4 separate regions of the Mus musculus genome follow, and regions 2, 3 and 4 are each linked to region 1. A link is a contact called in public HiCAR-type and HiChIP or PLAC-seq data. All regions are on one chromosome and are shown on one strand. Each heading gives the region's core, a stretch centred on a gene start, on an enhancer-like site or on the middle of the called end of the contact. The rest is flanking DNA. Distances are from core to core; before and after follow the strand shown.

Region 1 (2,756 bases), core at 189-2,688:
AAATGTGATTTGTTCGAAATCGCTTTCAAATGTCCAAATAGGCAACTCTGAAATATCTTACACCAGGTTTATTGCCCAAAAAAAAAAAAAAAAAAAATGGTAAGCACACTTCTAAAAGCACTTTTAATATGAGATGACCACCACAAAATAAATAAATATAAAAATTAAAAATAAAAAAGACTGACAGGGAGATTTCTATATGAACTCATACCTTTATTAGAGTCACCTATCCAAGCATTCTTCCAACATATAAACACCATAAACATTTATTAACATCATTACTATGGTGACCCCAATAGATGTCAAGGAACTTTTTAAAACTTCACTTTTAAATGAACCACTCTTGCTTAAGGTTCGTATTCGAAATCAACTTTGTTCTTCTAAGAAGGCACTATGGAGACCTTTGGGAACTAGGTATTAGCCCTGCCTGCCAGCTTGAACATATATATGCCTGTAACTAAATTTACTCACATCCATCACACCTCTAGACAATGTTGTCAACGCTAAGACTGAGGCCACAGAGACAGAAAACAATAGGCTCTAAGCACCACAAACCAGAAACCAAAAAGTAAGAACAGAACACTGAAAACTCAGTGAGTCGCAGGTGTTGCTTAAAACTGCACGCAGAAATAAATTCACCAATCCGAACTCTCCGTCCGCAAACACACCATCAAAGAATTAAACCTACTGATGCCCCTTGGAGTTGCTTTTCCCGGGTCGCTCCTGTCACCACGCACCTTCGTCCTACCCCACCCCTCAGACTGGTCGCTGTCCCTCCAATAAGTAAGGACAATGGTTGTGGAGCAGCTCCTCTAAGTCGCTCACAATCCACGCCCACACGCGGACGGAGCAGCATGACACTGACAGTTTTCAGACCTTCCCGTCGTGCCAGCTCAGGTGGACGCGGAGGTGATCGGGGCTCTCAGGGTGGATATTTCAGCTAGGGATGTGCTCTCTGGGACCTTCTGACACTTCTTAACACAGGGGGGGCCCAAGGGCTCGGGCTCTAAACAGCCACTGCGCGGAATCCCTGAGAACATACCCGGAAAGAACACCGGCCTCAGGGGAGGCAGAGCCGGGTCTCGTGCGCTCCGGAGCCGCTCGGGCCGCTGTTCAGGGCGATCCACGAGAGAAGGCGGCAACAGTGTACGGAGGGCAGCAGCCCCGCGGCGTGTTCCCCAGCCGCCACCAAGCTCTAGGCCACTTGGCAGGGGCGGAGGCACCCGGGCCGGCGCGCCGAGGAACCCGGAGACTGGTTCCCGCTGTCCGGAGCGCCTCCGTCTACGCGGCCCTCCCTTCACAGTCCTACCTGAGAAAAGCGGGCGCCGCTCGGCCTGGGCGTCCACTCGGGGAAGCCTGGGTCGCCACCGCGTAGAGCCTCTGGAGCAGGCAGCAGCACCTACAGATAGAGCGCTGGGCCCGGCCAATGCCTTCCCATCAAACCCCGCGCTCCTGCCGCCAGCCAATGGGCGCTGCAGCCGGCGCGCGCCGCTCCCCCATCACGTGATCCGGCCGGCCCAGCCGTTGGTGCCTCAGAGCGGCGGGTGTGGCAGGAGGATTTAGGCTGAGTATCCTCCGCGCTAGTGTAGGCTGTCGGTCCTCGGGGCACCACAGGGTAGGGCGGTTCCGACTGACTCTTACTAGTTCTGCCTCCTTTTCTCATGAACAACTCCCACGCCCCAGTCTCGCCAAGAAAAGAAACTGATCCTGATTGTCCCAGACCTTCTGAGCGAGAGAAGAGTGGGGAGGACAAAGGGGAGGGACGTTGAAGGTCGAGACCTGTGTGTCTGGAAAAGAGAGGGTACCTGAGATCCCAGATCAGCTGTCATCCAGAAGGCAGCAAAAAAGTTTACATTGCATAGCTCAGAAGCCATCCCAGCCAAGCAAGTGGAGAGAGACAGACAGACATCATACATAACACCTCCTGGCCATACCCCATGAGGGCTTTAGGCTTGTTTCTGTTGCTCTTGGACGTCAAAAAGGGTCCTTTCATGACTACGCGCTTATCTCACCAGCATGAGAAGAACTTGAAATGATAAGGATGGTCTTTTCAAGCTAAGGGGTAGCAACAAAGGCTGAGCTTTCCAAAATTACACTCTTAACAATCTCCAAAACCTCTGAATAACTGGGGCCCCTTAAACAGTAGTGCTGTATTTCCCTAAGAATTGAAAACGACCTAAAGAAGGCTGTATTCCAGTCAACTGCAAGTATCAATAACAAAACTTCAATGGGAGGGGTGGGGGCGCTCCATAGGCAAAATTAGGAGGGAAACTTCAACAAAAGCTTTTATGTTCTGTGTTCAATCACTTTTACGGGTTTTTCTTCTTTAGTTAAGGAAGAAAATGTTTCTGATTTTCAAAGTGCAATAGATATAATAATATGCTATGTTTACACTGACAACACCAGCAGAGAAGAAGGCATAGACATAGTATCTACTTTGTAAGATAATCCCCTAAATTCTAAGATCTTCAGTTACAGCTTTGTAAACTTAAAAGAATAGGAGAGAGCTAAACTTTAGTGTGCCATGTATCGCCTCACCAATGTGGAAGAAAGTAAACAGACATTTCACCAGTTTTTATTTGGAAAATTAGCCATTTTATTTCCCAGCCTTGGTAGTTTCTAAGAACATAAAACTCGTGCTGCCTCTTGTCTCAGATCTTTCCTAAAGGGAACAGGAAAGTTTTGTTTGTTTTTGTTGTTGTTGTTGTGTTTTGTTTTGTTTTTGACTCTTGCTAATACTTGTCCTAGGGTTTTTC
Region 2 (2,756 bases), core at 104-2,603, 720 kb before region 1:
GCTCTAGTAGAACACAACAACTTAAAACCATGCTTAGCCATGCATAGAGGCTCAAATGCATAACTTACTAACAAATACTATAAATTTAATGTTAGGAAATTCTCTTAAATAATTTCTTATGGTACACATACAAACATATATTCTAATTTTTAGCTACTGACTCTTTTTCTTCTACTTAAACAAACTTAAATACATTGCTTTTTATTTAAAACAAAAGAAGACAAAAAAACAAAACAAAACAAACTCACTCAGTTCCAGGATATCTTTTGGTTTCTAAGACTGCAGCATGTACATGTTGCACATAATCTCAAGCAAGCACATACATAATACACATAAAAATATATAAATTAATTCTTTTTTAAAAAGACTTTTTAAAAATCTCATGTGTTAGTACTGCAGGTATGATGGCACACACCTTTAATCCCAACACTTAGGAGGCAGAGGTAAGTGGATCTCTGTTGACTTTGAAGCCAGTCTAGTAGTCTATAGAGTGAGCCCAGGCAAGGTTGGTTATATATGTATGGAATTAAGATCATGTCTAAAACTGGGTGTGGGGTAGAGATAGCTTATAGTTTAAAAGTATTTAATGCTGGGGCTGAAGAGATGGCTCAGTTGTAAAGAACACTTGATATACTTGCAAAAAACCCAAGTTTGATTCTCATCATTCATGTGGCAGATTACAACCATCTATAACCACAGTTGCTTCTTCTGACCTCATTGAAGAAGGCATACAAGTGGTTCACAGACAATCCACTAATATACATAAAATTAAAAAAAAAATTAAAAGTGCTTAATGCTCTTGGGGAAGACTGAGTTTGGTTCCTAGCAGGTTGGATGGGTTAAACTGTCTCTCACTCCAGCTCCAGGGAACCCAATGCAGGTTTTTTTTTTGCTTCCAAGGACAATGTACTAACAACCCAACCCAATCTCCCCACCCCCGACACATATACATGTAACTAAAAGTAATACTTCTAATTTTTAAAAAGTGTATATTAAGAAGGGATCACACACAAAATAAGAGCAGCCATTCTATTTTAAGCAGAAAAAAAGTTAGGGCTTTTTTTGAGGCCGTTTCCAAGAATGACTTATTGAACAATATGGCAAAGCTGGTTACTTTCCAAAGACTGCTTCTAGAAGCAATGCGTTATCTGTAGTTATGGTTTAGAGTTCCAATATCCCTAAAAAAATCCAAAGGATTCTTCTCAGGGTGTTAGCATTGGAAATGGTGGAGCCTGAGTCATACGTGGGCCTGGAGAGGTCCCTCAGCCATTTGGGGTATGACCTTGAAGGGGACTGGGTGTGTCTGCATTCTTTGATGTGAGTAGTTAAGTTTTGCTCTAGCTTCCGCCTTCCCTTTCAATACTGTCTTGTTTTATACTTCCCTTGATATACAGGCTCTAAGAAACAGGGTTAACTGAGCATGGAGTAAAAGCTTCTAACATTATGAGTCACCAGGGAAAAGTCTTTGCTGCCAAGTCTGACAGCATATGCTAGAAGAGCCTGACTCCTATAAACTGTCCTCTGACCTCCAAATGTGCACCATGACATGCAGGTGCCCACCCACAGATAAGCACACGAAGTCAATTACTACCCATATCTCTTCTTTAACTTTGTACCAAATCCTAAAAAGTAAATTTGGTTTACCAGAGAGTAAATCTAGTCAGTGGGAATGAAAATCATACTCTAAATTTTAGTTTCAAAGAATTTAAGGTTTTACTTTTTACTCTTAACTTTTAAAAAATGTGTGTAAACTACAGCTCCAAATCAGATATAAAAGTCTATTTCTTGTGCGTCCATCTTTCATTTTGACCATTATTATCTTCTAGTTTTCTTGCTTCATATTGCTCTGTGAATAAACCAACATACATTCTACAGTTAAGATTTTTTCCAGGGGCTGGCAAGATGGCCCAGTGGTTAAGAGCACTGACTGTTCTTCTGAAGGTCCTTAGTTCAAACAACCACATGGTGGCTCACAACCACTGGTAATGAGATCTAACACCCGTGCACCTGAAGACAGCTACAATATACTTATGTATCATAATAAAAAATTCTTTGGCCCGGAGCAAGCAGGGACTGAGCAAGCACAGTCGACCAGAGCAAGCAGAGGTCCTAAAAATTCATTTCCCAACAACCACATGAAGGCTCACAACCATCTGTTCAGCTACAGTGTACCCATATACATAAAATAATCTTTAAAAAAAAAAGATTTTTTTCCCTATCTCTCTGAGCTCCTCATTAATCATTTTATACTTCAGCCACAATAGAAATATGTAGTTTCTTTTTTTTATTTGTCCAATTGTCAAATTTGATCCAACTGTCACACGACCAGAAACATTTCCTCACCAAGCTACTTTAAATGGCATCTGGGCAGGGGAAATAAAGGAACTTGCTATGAAATGAATTCCATTCTCAGAAAGCACATGCAGGTAGTTAGAAAAAGATACCAAGTCCTATGTCCTAACTTCCACACATGTACATGACACATGTACCTCCTACAATAATGATAAATAAGAAGTAAACAAGGGGCTAAAAAAAAACTCTCAGTGATTAATAACACTTGATGCTCTTCCAGAGAATCCAGGTTCTGCTACCAGCACCCTCATGGTGACTAACCATCTGTCACTCTTGTTCCTGGGGGATTTGACACCCTGTTCTTGCCTCACTACTCTGGAGGTTGTAAGGTCTAAAGTTGTGAGATCCTAAACACTTCACAATGGCTCCACCTCCTCAAGTATATTAACATATTACTTTAGAGG
Region 3 (2,756 bases), core at 76-2,575, 550 kb before region 1:
GGGAAAGTCTGAGATGGAAAGAGCCAACATAGTGTGTCTTGTTCTCAATCTGACAGTGTTCTTAAACAGAGAAAAAAATCTATCTATCTATCTATCTATCTATCTATCTATCTATCTATCTATCATCTATCTATCATTTTTCCATTCATCCATCAACTACCTATCTGCGTTTGCCTGCCTATGGTAACATAGGCAAATATTGTACCTATCTATATCTATATATCTCAAAATACCATATGTATTTGTAGGAGAGCAGTTTTTCCAAATTGACGTTTCAGTGGGGAATGCTCGTTCTCCATAGCGTTCGAAGATAGCTTTGTTCTTCCTGAGAGTATTGCAGTCTATTTGTTCTTCTTCTTAAGACAAGCAACTGAAGGAAGCAGAGACGACATTGCTCAGACTGGGAGTTTGGGGTCTGAGTTTTGCCTCCTGTGCTGAGTCCATGGGCAACCATACAATAATATCTTCTCTCTTCTTTGGGGCAAAGGTCTCCACCTCACTGATGGATTGTTGGGGGACTCAAAGTAGGAGATAGGGCATATCATAGACGAGTTGTGAGTTGTGCACTTAGAGGGGAAGGGCCTTTCTTAGAGCTTTGCTGCATAGTAGGGATTTTTTTTCCTGATTTATAAGTGACAAAACAAACAGAACCTGAGACAAAATGTGTAGTGATTCCTTCAAAGGTGCAGAACTATTTGGAGTCAGACACGGCAGGCTGGCATGGAGGACAGGTGGTGTGTTTAAAGTGCCGAATTGAAAAAAAGGAAGGAAAAAACAAATGAAAGAGGGTTTGTGGTTGATGTTGGTCTTACCAACATCAGCCTAAGTGTAGAATGCTTCTATGCCCTCACAATAGCTTCAATAAAATTAGGCCTTTCAGAGTGGGGTGCACGGCAACTATCTGTGGCCAATCGAATGCAAACCAATCGAATCCAAGGGGTCCTCCTGAGGAGTGCTGGCCAATATATCAGTCTAAGGATTTATGGAGTCAAAGGCAGGGAGGAAATGGCTAGATTAGGGCTGTCCAGGGAGCACTTAGTGGCACTTACTGACTATTAAAACACTCCGTCCTTCGAAAACAACAGAAGAGCAGAGTTCTGGAGAACGATTTCTTGTTCCCTTTGAATCTGCGAGGTTTCTGAAGCTGAAAGCATGGATGTTTTGCTGCGCCATATGATTAATTCATGCTGCTGCTTTTAAGGGACTGTGGTAGCTTGGCTTCGGGTCTTCCTTATTGTTGCTGTTGCTTAACAAAGCAGCTTCAAGCCACAGCAGGATTTTAAGGAGAGCCCTCTAAAGGCTAACAAAAGCATCCAGGGATGTTGGTGGCCCAGTAGATGGCAGCCTGCCCCCTGAGTTAAGGCCTTGCTGTTAACCAGCGATAAGCAGGAAACAGGGGATTCCAGCCTTGTATATTTAAAAACATCTTTCTTTTTTGGAAGTGGGCTGGGGAATGGGAAGGGGAGATAGAACGGAGGTGTTTCCCCCTCTCCTGTCCATGGGCTGGCTTCTGGGTGCATAGACTGCGTGCTCCCGCTGCAGCCTGCTTTATGTTGGGCCACACTGAGCTGAATGCAGAATCTCTCACCACCACTGGACATTTAAAACATAATTTTGCTTTCACTTTGTAAATGGTACCACTTTTCTTTGGATAAAAAGACATACGGATGGATGACTTCCCCGTTTCTATGTATGTGTCTGATTTCCTTTTATTTATGCTATTTGGGTGAAAGAAAGATCATAGATCACTCTCCATTCCCTACCTGTAAATGTGGACCTAAGGTTGTTGGCACAGCCACACGCCAGGAACTCTGTCATGCTGAGGCCAAGCCCCTCACATGACTGAGGGAGATTATCCAGTATCCTCAGGTCCGTCAATCCATCTGCTTCCACCAACCAAGCCGGGTGCTTTCTTGTCTCCTGGATCAGGAAAGGAAAGGGGGCTGCAGGGGTGGAAGGAGAAGAGGAGCCAACCCTGGCCATCCTGATTTGGTCCCAATAGCTGTCACAGTTGCATATTTTATACCATATGATCCTTACCAAGACAGTGGGGGCATTGGGAGATATGGGGCCAGGGCTGGATCTCTCTATTGCAGGGATTTGTAAGTAACGGCCTGCAGAGCTCATGTAACTGGCATAAGGCCACTCAGCCAAGAAAAGCCAGGGTGCAGGCCAGAGCTTTACATTAGGGATAATTCCACCGTCCCGTTTTAAATACTGACGCTTACCACCATGCTAAGCAGAGCAGAACAGCTGCTTTGCTACTCAAATACATCTATTGTGAACTTGCTTCTGTGCTCACAGATTGTGTTCATTTAATCCTCTTCAAAGGAAAGGTCTTTCTTTTTAGAAATAGTTCACGAAATGAAGTTTATTCCACTACTACAAGGTTTGCCTAGCATTAAAAGGTAGGCCCTACAATTCATTGTATTATTATTATTATTGTTATTATTATTATTATTTTATTCTTGAGATTCTTCTTGATTTTTTTGTTTTTGTTTTAAGTGTATGGATGTTTTGCCCATATGTATGTCTGTGCAGTGTGTACACAGTGCCTGAAGAGGCTAGAAGAGGGCATGGAATTCCCTTTGGGACTATGCTTACTGATAGTTGAGAGCCATGTCCACACAGGGGGTTGAATGCAGATCCTCTGTAAGAGCAGTCAGTGCTCTTAACAACTGAGTCATCTCTCCAACCCCTCATCAATCTCTCTCTCTCTCTCTCTCTCTCTCTGAGACAGTGTTTCATACACTCAG
Region 4 (2,756 bases), core at 146-2,645, 510 kb before region 1:
TTAATTATTTTGTCTTGCTAGGAGTCTGAGTGGTTTAAAGCAGCAAGGGTAATTGTCTAATTCATTGTGTGTGTCTACAGAGAACTTAATCATTATGTCAGCTTCCTAATAAAAGGTTATTATAGAAACAAAGATCCCAGTTTTACATATGGTAGGCAAGGGAGGATTCGAAGAGTCGGTCTCTAAGGTAGACTTGAGGATCTTGACAAATGATGCCCATGCTGTGATCAGATACTTAACAAGAAATCTCGTTATTAACTAGGCCTGTACAGATAATTAGCACTGGAGATTCAAATTTTAAATCTGGCCTGAGATGTATCATTTATCAAAAGCCTTAGCTTGCTGTCAAAGTCCGATAATAAGGTAGTGTTATTGATGAATTGAGATTAAGAGCAGATTGAAGAGAAAATTAGGCCACTGGTTGGCCTGAAAGGTCTGATTTCAATATTTACAGTACTAATTTGGTATTATTTTGGTAAATGGATGTGGTCCCCAGTGCTAAATGGTATAAAAGCATAAACTATGCATCGTTATTTGAACAGGAAGAGCATTGTTTACTGTGTATCGGATTTTGCAGCACTAGCACTCTGGTTAATAGGCTGCTTTATAAGATGAGTGTACCTGTTTTTTTTATTGTGTGCATTTATTATAACCCATTCAGCACCCAGGGCTTTTAGGGGAAATTAGGAAATGTAGCTTCTTTACATTAAAAATGATATTACATTAGACTAATTGCTGCTGAGCCTGTCTTCCTGATTTAACTTACTCTTGTTTATCTCTTGGCATTGTCTTCCACACGTTCTTGCCACTGGATTTCAGCTAACTACCATTCCAGAGATTTGAGCTACATAAAATGAGCAATCTTTTTTTAATGATCCCTGGTAGCATTTCATTGCAAGCAATCTTCGGGGTGGGGGAAGGAAGGCGCTGTATAATAAACTGGCTCTCTCTAGTGTCTCTCGGCTTTGAAACACATTCTGAGTACACTTATGTGACCCTTAGCAAGCTAAATCTTTTTGATGCATGTAATAAAATGTTGTTTGGGGCAATAGCTGATTTCCAAAATTATATTAGGCATAACACAAGGCTTTTGTGGCAAATTGTCTCCCTATTTTTTTTTTCTTGCTTCAGCTCACAAATGGGATTGGGAAGGTGTTGGAGTGTTTTATTATTGTGTCTCACATCAGGTATAAATAGAGAATACACCGCACCGTAATCTATCTGTACGTAGCTGATAGCACATGAAATAGTAAAGCTGGTAAGACTGCCGGGGTCCGGAAAATTGCTTGAAAATCCCTTGTCACGTGTTCCTGGCAGCGGCCTCTCTTCTCCGGTCTCCAGCTGTCCAGCGGGGTGTGCCAAGTCACAGCAGGACCTGAGGACTGTTTGCATTGCAGTGGCACCGAGCTTTGTTGGGTTGTTCTCTGTACACTGTGCGCTTGCAGACAAGTAGGCTTTCGGAGACTCAGCAGGAGCCTGCCAGGGTTTGTGCTGAGGTGGTTAGCTGGTGGGCAAATTGCTATTATTCAGAACTGCATGGCAGAGGAGAATGGATTGCACTACGTTTTCTAGCCCGTAATGCTGACCAATGGCGGACCTGCGTTGCAGCTAACCTTTCTTTCTGACTCTTATCTGAGATGTAGATTCGGCTCTTTCTCAGAAGGGAAAAGAAGCCTCTTAGATTGTTTCCTCCAACCTCCAGCTGCATTTTCCCAATCTACTCTCCATTTTGACTCAGCAACACTCCTTCTACGCGCCCCCCCCCCCCACCATCTCCCAAGATAACACGGGTTTAGCATTCTGCTTTTAGGGAAAAAATATTTGGTGCTTCAGCTGTTCTGGTGAATGTAGACTACTGACTAATGGGTAGTTATTCCACTTTATTGCTTTCTACAGGCAAAACTCAAACAAAAGGAATTGGATTTTGCTAATAGCCGTGAACAGCTCTGGCACTAGCTGACATTAGTAAGGATAATCATAGTGCCACACAGGAGCCGGACCAGTCGCTTTTCAAAGCACTTTCACACATGTCATCGTGCTTGATCCTCGTGTATGGCCCTGGCAGGGAGGGGTCACAGTGCTCATGCCATAGCTGAGGCGAACCGAAGAAGAAAGGGGTTACAGGACGAGCCTGTGGCAGAAGTGCCATCATTCTGTCCGTTAAACTTTTGGTCTTTTAGTCCTTTTATTTTAGTCTATTTGTAAAATAATCTCTCTTTCTTATGAAAGTTTACAGGAACATTGACAGTTCAGGGTCCTCCTCCTGACACTTTTAGAGCTGTGTAAAAAAGCAAAGAGGCTAGAATGTGTGTGGCAACTGGATGGTGTATCTGACTTCCATGAGAGGCTTAGCTGTCTCCGCGTGTACCTTCCAGGAATGTTCTTTGCTGGGCATTCCTGCAGGGCCCATGGAGATGCTTCAGGATGCTGTCCTGTGCTCTGTTTTAGAGTCATCTGCCAACTCCTGCAGTTGAAGATGGTGCCTGGATGTCAAGAAGATCGCTTAAAAACAAAACAAAAACCCCATTCAGGAAAGGTACTGACAGAGGCCTTGGAGAAGGCAGGATAGAACTCAAGAGTTTTCTTCTATGGTGTCAACACCACTAACTTAGTGGCTTTCTGACCACTGAAAAATTCTCCCCAACCTATTTTATGTCAAGAATGCATTGATCTGTGCTGTGTCTATTAGGGAGCCTTAGAGAGGGAAAGATGAGGGAGAGCTCACACCTCACGGGACCATGGCCACCCTCCCTGCA

Evidence for each region. HiCAR-type assays count read pairs that join an accessible place to other places. HiChIP or PLAC-seq counts read pairs in DNA pulled down with a chosen protein or histone mark.
Region 2: an H3K27ac HiChIP or PLAC-seq map of embryonic stem cells shows a contact between it and region 1, with 3 times the contacts expected there. The contact joins the enhancer-like site here to the promoter of Lnpk in region 1. A contact is called at or near these places in 1 of 39 promoter capture datasets (HPC-7-derived erythroid cells), 2 of 115 datasets of contacts at active chromatin or transcription factors (the 230-238 cell line and embryonic stem cells) and 1 of 9 other capture datasets (liver).
Region 3: a contact with region 1 is called in a HiCAR-type map of astrocytes, with 6 times the contacts expected there. The contact joins the enhancer-like site here to the promoter of Lnpk in region 1. A contact is called at or near these places in 3 of 39 promoter capture datasets (cranial neural crest, hippocampal neurons and neural stem cells) and 15 of 115 datasets of contacts at active chromatin or transcription factors (acute myeloid leukemia, astrocytes, embryonic basal ganglia and 8 more).
Region 4: a contact with region 1 is called in an H3K4me3 HiChIP or PLAC-seq map of embryonic basal ganglia, with 8 times the contacts expected there. The contact joins the enhancer-like site here to the promoter of Lnpk in region 1. A contact is called at or near these places in 13 of 39 promoter capture datasets (the 3T3-L1 cell line, Sertoli cells, cranial neural crest and 8 more), 8 of 484 Hi-C or Micro-C datasets (cerebellar granule neurons, cerebellum, embryonic fibroblasts and 4 more), 21 of 115 datasets of contacts at active chromatin or transcription factors (the SCID.adh cell line, acute myeloid leukemia, astrocytes and 14 more) and 2 of 9 other capture datasets (embryonic stem cells and pancreatic islet).

The regions. Positions count from the first base shown.
Region 1 is chr2:74,577,510-74,580,265 of GRCm38.p6, forward strand. Lnpk (lunapark, ER junction formation factor) reads right to left here and starts at 1,439. Exons shown (of 13, transcript NM_027133.3): 1 at 1,310-1,439. It overlaps 4930445N08Rik (RIKEN cDNA 4930445N08 gene), which reads left to right and starts at 1,535. Exons shown (of 2, transcript NR_166470.1): 1 at 1,535-1,615.
Region 2 is chr2:73,858,943-73,861,698 of GRCm38.p6, forward strand. All of the region lies in intron 5 of Atf2 (activating transcription factor 2), which reads right to left. Among named protein-coding and RNA genes, the nearest start is that of Gm10822, 32 kb to the right of the region's middle. Within about 2 kb of position 1,354, at least 41 of the 459 cell types and tissues checked have an H3K27ac peak or open chromatin away from gene starts, as enhancers often do. A contact at or near this core is called in embryonic stem cells, where this site is marked.
Region 3 is chr2:74,026,591-74,029,346 of GRCm38.p6, forward strand. No RefSeq gene overlaps it. Among named protein-coding and RNA genes, the nearest start is that of Gm31472, 50 kb to the left of the region's middle. Within about 2 kb of position 1,326, at least 6 of the 459 cell types and tissues checked have an H3K27ac peak or open chromatin away from gene starts, as enhancers often do.
Region 4 is chr2:74,062,581-74,065,336 of GRCm38.p6, forward strand. No RefSeq gene overlaps it. Among named protein-coding and RNA genes, the nearest start is that of Gm31472, 86 kb to the left of the region's middle. Within about 2 kb of position 1,396, at least 20 of the 459 cell types and tissues checked have an H3K27ac peak or open chromatin away from gene starts, as enhancers often do. A contact at or near this core is called in cerebellar granule neurons, cerebellum, embryonic basal ganglia and 2 more, where this site is marked.